Regions from separate parts of the Mus musculus genome. Here region 2 is linked to region 1. A link is a contact called in public promoter capture Hi-C data. All regions are on one chromosome and are shown on one strand. Each heading gives the region's core, a stretch centred on a gene start, on an enhancer-like site or on the middle of the called end of the contact. The rest is flanking DNA. Distances are from core to core; before and after follow the strand shown. Region 1 overlaps Mfsd6 (major facilitator superfamily domain containing 6). Region 2 holds the start of Mstn (myostatin).

What was found. Promoter capture Hi-C pulls out the DNA fragments that hold promoters and counts their contacts.
Region 2: a promoter capture Hi-C map of hippocampal neurons shows a contact between it and region 1, with 2.3 times the contacts expected there. The contact joins the promoter of Mstn here to the enhancer-like site in region 1. A contact is called at or near these places in 10 of 39 promoter capture datasets (the 3T3-L1 cell line, 3T3-L1-derived adipocytes, cranial neural crest and 5 more).

The regions. Positions count from the first base shown.
Region 1 is chr1:52,716,873-52,721,463 of GRCm38.p6, forward strand. All of the region lies in intron 1 of Mfsd6 (major facilitator superfamily domain containing 6), which reads right to left. Among named protein-coding and RNA genes, the nearest start is that of Mfsd6, 8.2 kb to the right of the region's middle. Within about 2 kb of position 2,214, at least 44 of the 459 cell types and tissues checked have an H3K27ac peak or open chromatin away from gene starts, as enhancers often do. A contact at or near this core is called in hippocampal neurons, where this site is marked.
Region 2 is chr1:53,059,441-53,064,031 of GRCm38.p6, forward strand. It overlaps Mstn (myostatin), which reads left to right and starts at 2,200. Exons shown (of 3, transcript NM_010834.3): 1 at 2,200-2,701; 2 at 4,443-4,591. The coding sequence starts at 2,326.

The sequences.
Region 1 (4,591 bases), core at 964-3,463:
ATGAAGAACAAATAATTAATAAATAATGAAAAATATTTAGTGATCAGAGAACATGTAAATTAAAACCACATTGATAGCCCATCTTACCCTAGCCAGCACAAAAACACTGAATCCCAGCACCAGAAGGCAGATGCTGGTGGACTTCCATGAGTTCAAGGCCAGCCTGCTCTGCACAGTGAGTTCAGGACACCCATAATAGACTTAGTTAATAGAGAGACCCTGTCTCAAACAAACAAACAGCAAACACAGGGATGGATATGGACAAAAGGAACCCCTTATATACTGCTGGTGGGAATATAAACTAGTCCAGCTACAATGGCAATCAGTGTGGAGTTCCTCGTAAAACTATAGGTAGATTTACCATATGACCTAATGTTACTACTCCCAAAGGACTCAAGGCAACCATTACAGAGACACGGGCACGTCACTGTCTATTACATTCATAATAGCTAAGCTGTGGAACCAAGGGAGGTGTCCGTCACAGAGGAACGGATGAAGAAAGTGTGGGATAAATGCACAAGGAAAAAGTTCTGAGCAATAAGGAAGGATGAAGTCATGTCACTGTCAGGCAAATGGGCTCAGCAGAGATAATCAAATTAAGAAAATTAAGTCAGTCTGAGAGATAAATACCATGTTTACTCGTTGTGGCTCCTACGTTTTATATAGACACATAAAATGTGTGTGTGTGTGTGTGTGTGTGTGTGTGTGTGTGTGTGTAAAAATGACATAAATTATTGTCGGGGAAGAAAGCAGTAAGTGGGAGCAGGAAGAGGTGAAAAGGGAAGGTACAGAGGTAGGAGGAGGCATTGTCAAAGTACATTGCACATAATATTTAAACAAAATGTCCTATGCGATCCTGTTCCGTGAACATGTCTTCCAGGATGGGAAATGAAAGGAGAACCACGGTTCCTTAAAGAGTTTCCAGCAGGACTGTAGAGCATGTGAAGTTGCCAAATAGAACAGATCACAAAATACTTGAATACCAGTGTGAAGGACAAACAACACAAAACAGGATACTAAAGACTGAAAATACAGACATCCATTTTCTTTTTAATCTAACGGGTTAATCTAACCTCACCACCAACCATTAGATGGACAGGCACTTTGCGGCCCATGGTTCACACAGTGAAAATCATATAGTGATTTCTAGTCCACAGACAACAGAGATGACAGAGGTTCTCCAAGTCCCAATATACTGCTTCAAATGCTAAAACAGGAGCAAGCACAGAAGTCCTGCGAGGGAGCCCCTTGAGGGAGCTGAAGATGCAGAGCCATTCAGGAGAGAGGAAGGATTCTGAGACTGGCAGGAAATCTCAGCTGTCAAAACTCTGGGACTGTTTTAACTTGTTTTATCTCCTCCTCAGCTGCCAATGAGAAGGGGGGCATTGTTTCATGGCAGCTGTGAGAGTGAAATAGTGCACACTGGGCTTTGTATAGCATGGTGTACAGGAACATGCTCAGAGCAGTGGAGAGCCTCTGTGGGGATGAAGCAGGGAGCAGAATGCGCATGTTTGGATTTTACAAACATCCTGCCATCTGAACTTATATTTTAGTGTAGGGCCTTTTCACAGGGTGATATAAAAGATGGGACAGTATGTTTTAGGACAAAGGGCACTTTGTCAACTGTATCTGATGCAGCCATTGTTAATGCCTGGACCCTGATTCATCGTGTAACACTGTGTGACTCTCCTTCCCCCACTTCCACCTCACACACTGTCCTCCCACCTGACTTGTAGGATTTATTACAGGACTTACAGGTAAGCCTATTTTCAATCTTTTCACAGATTCCTCCTCCATACCTACAAGATTACAGACAGCTGAGAGATTACACACTGCTCATATTGTTCTTTACTCTGTCACTTGGCAATTCACAATAGCAATATGTGTCTTAAATTTATGTGATAAATTTATAAAATGTAATGTGATCAGAGATTAGTTCTAGAAAAGAGCACAGTGAGGTCCTAAATGCCTCTTTAACCCCCCTTGTCCTCTCAGTAAAAGGAGGATCAAAATATCAACCCCCAGGGGGCCAGGCAATGATGGCACATGCCTTTAATCCCAGCACTCAGGAGGCAGAGGCAGATGGATCTCTGTGAGTTCAAGGCCAGCCTGGTCTACAAAATCTCCAAGACAACTGGGGCTACACAGAGAAACACTGTCTTGGAAAACCAAAACCAAACCAGAGCCAAAACAAAACAAACAAAACAAGACAACCCCAGCCAACTCCTCCCAGAGGATTTTACGACTCCAGTGAAACAATACAAGGAAAGCACCAAGTAGTTTCATTCAACAGCAATATATGAACATTTGGTGGTGGCAGAGTGGCAGCTGCAGATTTATCCCATAATACTCTACATTTTTTGCAATTATTCTAAAAGTATTCTTCTGGACCAAATGTTCTAGAACTGCTTGACGCCCCCCACTGGACTAAGCCGGTACTTTACCCATGATGCTCACAGATTATGCTCTGTCAGCATCGCCAGCCACCTCCCAGAAGAGGGTGCGAATGGGGCTCTGGCTCTCAAAAAACACCCTTGAATTACAGACTGGAGCAATAAGGATTATTTCTAGGCCAAAAATGGTTGCTTGTGTTAAAAGAAGCAACTGGTATATTTGCAAGTAACATCACAAATCTGAAAGAAAAAGGATTAAAATCTTTAAAGCGGCTCTCCATTCTGTTAAGAAGGTAACAGGAACAAATTCATTTCATTTCTTTAAAATAGAGAAATAGCTCTAGTCTTAACAAAGAACCAGGTAGGTGGTTCATCATCTTTGCTTTATGCAGAGAAACAAATGTCAGTTAAACAGAAATTATAGTTCAGGCCTTTTAGACTGTATCAATCAACATCAGATTCCTGCCTCTGTGTTTTTGACGGCTGACTTAGTCTACTGATAGGTATCTAAGAATAATTTAGACTATATGTTTGAAGCTAGTTTCAGAATCTCATCATCTTCTTTCAAATAAACATCCCATCTTCAAACATGCCCAGTGGAAGCATGGAAAAGCTTTTAAAGAAAACATATTTATATATCTTTTCCATTTCTCCAATAAAAAAAAAAAAATTCAGGGGCTGGAGAGATGGCTCAGCGGTTAAGAGCACTGACTGCTCTTCCAAGGGTCCTGAGTTCAATTCCCAGCAACCACATAGTGGCTCACAACTATCTGTAATGGGATCTGATGCGCTCTTCTGGTGTGTCTGAAGACAGCTACAGTGTAGTACTCATATACATAAAGTAAATGGATATTTTTTCAAAAAGAAAAGTGTCATAGATGCTCAAGAGAATTAAATGTGTCACTGAACCTGTGTGTTTATTCATTAAAAAGAAATAAAATGTAGGGACTTAAAGGGGTTCCATAAGCTTCTGTGAAATGGAAGCAAGTTTTATTGATCTCTTCCCCAACCACAATCCCTAGCCAGATGGCAATGACATTATCTGTGTAGGAAAAGGCAAGGGTGGCGATACCCACTGTACTTCAACTGCTGATGCTCAGAAACCTTTTCCTCAAGGAAATAACATTACAAATAGGAGTACCCAGATTACTCAGTGAACTAAGGGCCAAAGATGATAGGATATGCAATTTTAAGGGAAAATCCTTTCTACTTTATAACCCAGGATGCAAGCAACGCATCTCGCTGGCATCCCCACGGATTCAGGATTCTACTCATCGCCTCAGCAGGGGCCTGCAGCTCTACCACCTGCCTCCTCCAAGCAACAGTATCATGGCCAGGGGTCTCTGAAAGCCTTAAACAAGTGTGTTACACACTGGTGGTCATGGGGTCAATGGGGTCCCATTTCTTCATGGCAACAGTAAGAGGGGAGGGGAAGACCGGGCGGATGGAGTCTAACCACCATGGTCAGTCATGACTAAGTGGCTATTTGACAGCTGTCTCCACTAGAATCACACCTCTGTCCCAATGACCATAAATGTGGCTGTCAGTAAACTGGCAATAAAATGATTTTTAAAATCTTTTTATAGAAATAAAGGAAAAGGCTTGTAAGAGTTGACACTGAAAACAATTATTTGTTTAAGGTTTTATAGCAGACTTTTCTTCAATAAAAAATTGTTATACCATTGAGGTAATTTATATAAAATGAAAATTAGTTTTTAAAAAGACAAAGCAGTGTCCAAATTGAGTGGCTGAGAGTTGCTTTTGAAAACTAGCTAAATTAATTCTTCAATCAGACTTACACAAAGAGATCCCATCCCAATATTTTCAGGGAAGGAATGAGTTTGGTCAATATAATTATGGTAAAAATATATGGGACACGGACACACACACACACACACACACACACACACACAAAACAACCAAGGAACACTGAAAAGTAAAAGCATAACTTCCGATATAGTAGTATAACCATTCATAGCAGGTATATGTAGAATGGACTCTTAGTAAATGGCTATTCAATAAAAGACTGATTCTTATCATATGGCTCTGCTGATAACTGACACAAAGAAGTGGGTTAAAGAAGGGGGTTAAAGAAAGCATAGCTCTCACAAAAAGCACAGAATATAGATATTAAGATTTAAACTACATTTTTCTATGGCCATGAACTTATTACCAATGTTTCGAGCTGATTCCACTAA
Region 2 (4,591 bases), core at 950-3,449, 340 kb after region 1:
ACATGGTAATAAATAGGCAAAATAAAAGAAAATAAACAAACAAGGAAATAAATAAAGGGCATTTGTTCATAAAGTCAGAGCTGAGTGAATGGCTCAGGCTTTGCCCTGCCCTGCCCAGGCTCAGTGGGGAATCTGGGTAGCTGGCAAACGCCTCTGTCGTCGTTATTATTATTTTGCTGGCAATCTGAAACATGTAGGTGAGCTCAGTTCCTAGGCCTAGTGAGATGTCCTGCAGGCTGCGAATCCCTTGCCTTCATCTGAAGCACTTGAGGATAATTTGAAGTAAAAGGCTTGAAACAAAGAGCAAGCCCTTCTGCTTCAAGTATTAATTACCTATGAAAGGGACTACATTTAGCTACTTATATTGCTAAATTATATGCCTCAAACCCCTTTAGTTGAGAAACTAAAGATAAGAGAAGCTAAGTACTGTGCCGTCTTTGTCATCGACTTAGAAGAGGCAAAATTGAGATTTGAACTCAGGTTTATTTGACTCTTCAGTCTCAGCTCACAATGGCAGTACAGTCTAAAAAAAAAAAAAATCACAGGATCAATTTCCTCTGAGGTATATAGCAGCATGTGTAATGATAATTATGACATCGAAAAGAATTCTATGCAGAAAAATGAATTTTCCAGACAAATCTGACTTTATAGGCCTGCTCTAATATTGTCTTGTATAAAGAGGGCCAGATCACCTCAGGGTGTCTGCTTTGTGTCTGGTTTTCCTTCATCTTTAATGGTGGGCAAATCTAGTACATTATGGAAGCCCACTTTTTTTTTCCTCAAGAGATATAGATGCCTCTTAAAAATTTGATGAAAATGCATTAACTTTTCAAGCTACTGAGCTGCATTTTAGTTCACTGAGGCAGTAAATTGGGTGTATACTGTACAGGAATGGTGGTGACCTAAAAATAAATATTTGATACAAGCCACCATAGTCTCTTGGGGTGTGTGTAAGGGGAGTAATGAATTAAAATTCTAAAGACTCCTCAGCTTCCCAAACAGGAGGAGGAACTCTGTGGCCTGGAAGCGTCCTCTGTCCCTGCTGCTGTGTTTGTTCAGCTCTTTAAGAGTTCACCCCATTCGATCTTGTGGCTCCTAAAGCCAAGGGTGAAAGTTTGATCCTTGCAGAGGCCACTTAAATTCAGAGAACAAAAAGCACCATTCTCTGCCCTAGACTCTAGCCCAGATCCCTGCCAGGTGTCTGCCCTCTGGTCAAAATGAGACGCTGGCAAAGGGGTGCTAGCCTGTGACAGTATGGGAACGCAACAAAGGACACCCCTCTACATGCGACTTGCTCTTTGTGTGCTCACGGGACCTGACATCATTCACAGAGAACACAGATTGCACTTTACTGTCAGCCCTGGAAGTCTGAGTCAAACTGAAATAATGCTCCAGCGCTACTTACAAAAATCCATTATCTACTCGGCCTAAGTACAGAGCCTGGCCTCCTCGCTGACAGGATTCTGTTGGCAATCAAAAAAAAAAAAAAAAAAAAAAGCAACACTCAGTCTTTAGTCTGTATCTCTGTAATAGAAAATAGCAATACTTATAAGCTGAAATCAAGCACAGGTTTTATGTTAGTCAAAGCCATTAAGCTATCAAAAGTAAACCCATGTACACAGAAACGTCCCAGGACTGGTTTGTAATATGTCCTGACAAATAAGCCATGAAAACAAGCTCCTCAAATTACTGATGCAACTTTTTAGCAGGGTCACAAACTCAGCTTTCTTTAAATTAAGTCAGCTCTTCCTAGTTTTTACTTCTCTAATTACCCAGCACTTAACGCATATTTTTTCCCTCAAATATTTGTTTTAGTAACAAAACAGCACTCCAAGTCTTAAAGGATTAACATTTTCTATTTTAAACACAAAATCTAAATTAAAAATTACTAACTTAAATGATAGCAAGAGTTTTACAGAGATTAATAAGCTTTAAGTACAGTTTATATTAGTACACAGACTTCAATTTATCAAATGTCACATATATCTTTCATGATTTGGGGATTTATTTCATTTATGAAGTAGTCAAATGAATCAGCTTGCCCTCGACTGTAACAAAATACTGCTTGGTGACTTGTGACAGACAGGGTTTTAACCTCTGACAGCGAGATTCATTGTGGAGCAGGAGCCAATCATAGATCCTGACGACACTTGTCTCCTCTAAGTTGGAATATAAAAAGCCACTTGGAATACAGTATACAGGACTCCCTGGCGTGGCAGGTTGTCTCTCGGACGGTACATGCACTAATATTTCACTTGGCATTACTCAAAAGCAAAAAGAAGAAATAAGAACAAGGGAAAAAAAAAGATTGTGCTGATTTTTAAAATGATGCAAAAACTGCAAATGTATGTTTATATTTACCTGTTCATGCTGATTGCTGCTGGCCCAGTGGATCTAAATGAGGGCAGTGAGAGAGAAGAAAATGTGGAAAAAGAGGGGCTGTGTAATGCATGTGCGTGGAGACAAAACACGAGGTACTCCAGAATAGAAGCCATAAAAATTCAAATCCTCAGTAAGCTGCGCCTGGAAACAGCTCCTAACATCAGCAAAGATGCTATAAGACAACTTCTGCCAAGAGCGCCTCCACTCCGGGAACTGATCGATCAGTACGACGTCCAGAGGGATGACAGCAGTGATGGCTCTTTGGAAGATGACGATTATCACGCTACCACGGAAACAATCATTACCATGCCTACAGAGTGTAAGTATATCTGTTAAAGTATATCAACAGTTCTGCTGACTGCTGTCCTAGTGTTTATGAGAAACAGATCTATTTTCAGGCTTTTAACAAGCTGTTGGCTTATATGTAAGTAGCAGAGAAAGGAGATTTTTTTTTCCCCAAGATTTCCTGAGAAACATACCGACAATGAAATCTGTCTTGCTTGTTTCCTGGCAGTGCCAAATAGCTCAAAGTTAATATGCTGGCTCAGCTTTAATAGTATTTAATTTTATGCGGAAAATGTAGAATGCTTGTGTGTTCAGAGTCTCACACTATAATGTAAGGACTGTGAGATTCTATAGGCAGTGTTAAAGCATGAGAAATTTACAATTACATTTGTCTAAAATGTGCACTAGTTTCCCCCTGACTCACACTAAAGAGAGATCTCTGCTGGATGTTTATTTGAACACTGTTCCACAGTTAGAGTGCTTTCTGTTATTTAAAACTGTCAGTCTCAGAGCTTCTATGCTCTTGACAAGCTAGAATATTAATTGTGAAAGCTACTGCACTGGAAAGTTAAAGAAGTTAAATATTAAATGCATTATCATGAGCCACGATGAAGCAGGCATAGCAAAATAATACTCAGGACCGAGTATCAGAAAACACTCAGGAAATGAGCATTAACTGGGAGGTCATGGTGTGAAATGCTCCTGTGCCCCTTCATAGCACCGCACTGAGAGCGTCCTGGCTGTGAGCGTCCAGGCAGGAACAGTGATCGGTAACCCTCTAAAAGATTTAATTCTTTATGAGAGGGAGGGTGAGGACCGTTACCTATAACTGCCACATTGCTTCTGGGAGATAATACATTTCAGGCAGTTCCTGTTTGAGTTCTCCGAAAAGCAAGTCAGGTAGCCTTAGAGAGCAGGCAGAACACGAAAGATTTCTGTGCCATGTGTCTGAGATCTTGCTTTAATACCATGCTTTAAACACTTAAAACCAGACATGACACAGTTTCAAACCAGCCCTTTCCTAAGCGGTCAGGTTACGATACAGCAGATAATTTTCATTTATGACTCTTGGATCAAACAGTTCAGGAAAAAGTCTCCCTTATTTACATGGGGTTTGGAAAAGCAATTGTTAGTGCTGAACTTGCAGTGAGAGGCTGGCCCCAAGGCCACTGCTTTCTGATTTTTTAGATAGCTTGAGCATGACCTCTGAGGTTTTTGCTAATTAAGTTTTTGTTGTTCCTTGGAATAGCTCTTCCAGAGCCCAAGTGTCACAGATGTATTATATTGTTTGCCATTTCTGAGGTTGGTTAAATCGCTCCCTGTGTCTTGTCTCCAGGTAATTGAGGCCTGGGGGAAGGGTTCCTTCCTCCAGACTGACTGGTACAGCTGCTCAGTGAGTGTAACTGCTCAGATTCCCAAAGAATTCTAAGTGGACGTTCCGGCACGCTGTCTCTTAGTCTCTAATCATCATCACTTGAAAATTTCATGTGCTGTTCATTCTTTTACAAAATATCCCTTAGCCCAGAGTTCTCTGGAAGGGGAGTAGAATCTACATAAACAGGTGAAAATACAGATGTCAAAAAAAAAAATTCTGAAAAGCTAGAGCAACTATTTTCTCTGATGTTTCTTCTGAACTATGAATGAAGTTCCACATAATATTTTATTTTAAAAGACCACATACGTACACACTACCCCAACAGCTGATGTTAAGGAGTGAGTTTATTTGTGTTTTGATGGGGCCTGATGTCAGTCATTTTCTTCTTATTCCTTTGTAGCTGACTTTCTAATGCAAGCGGATGGCAAGCCCAAATGTTGCTTTTTTAAATTTAGCTCTAAAATACAGTACAACAAAGTAGTAAAAGCCCAACTGTGGATATATCTCAGACCCGTCAAGACTCCTACAACAGTGTTTGTGCAAATCCTG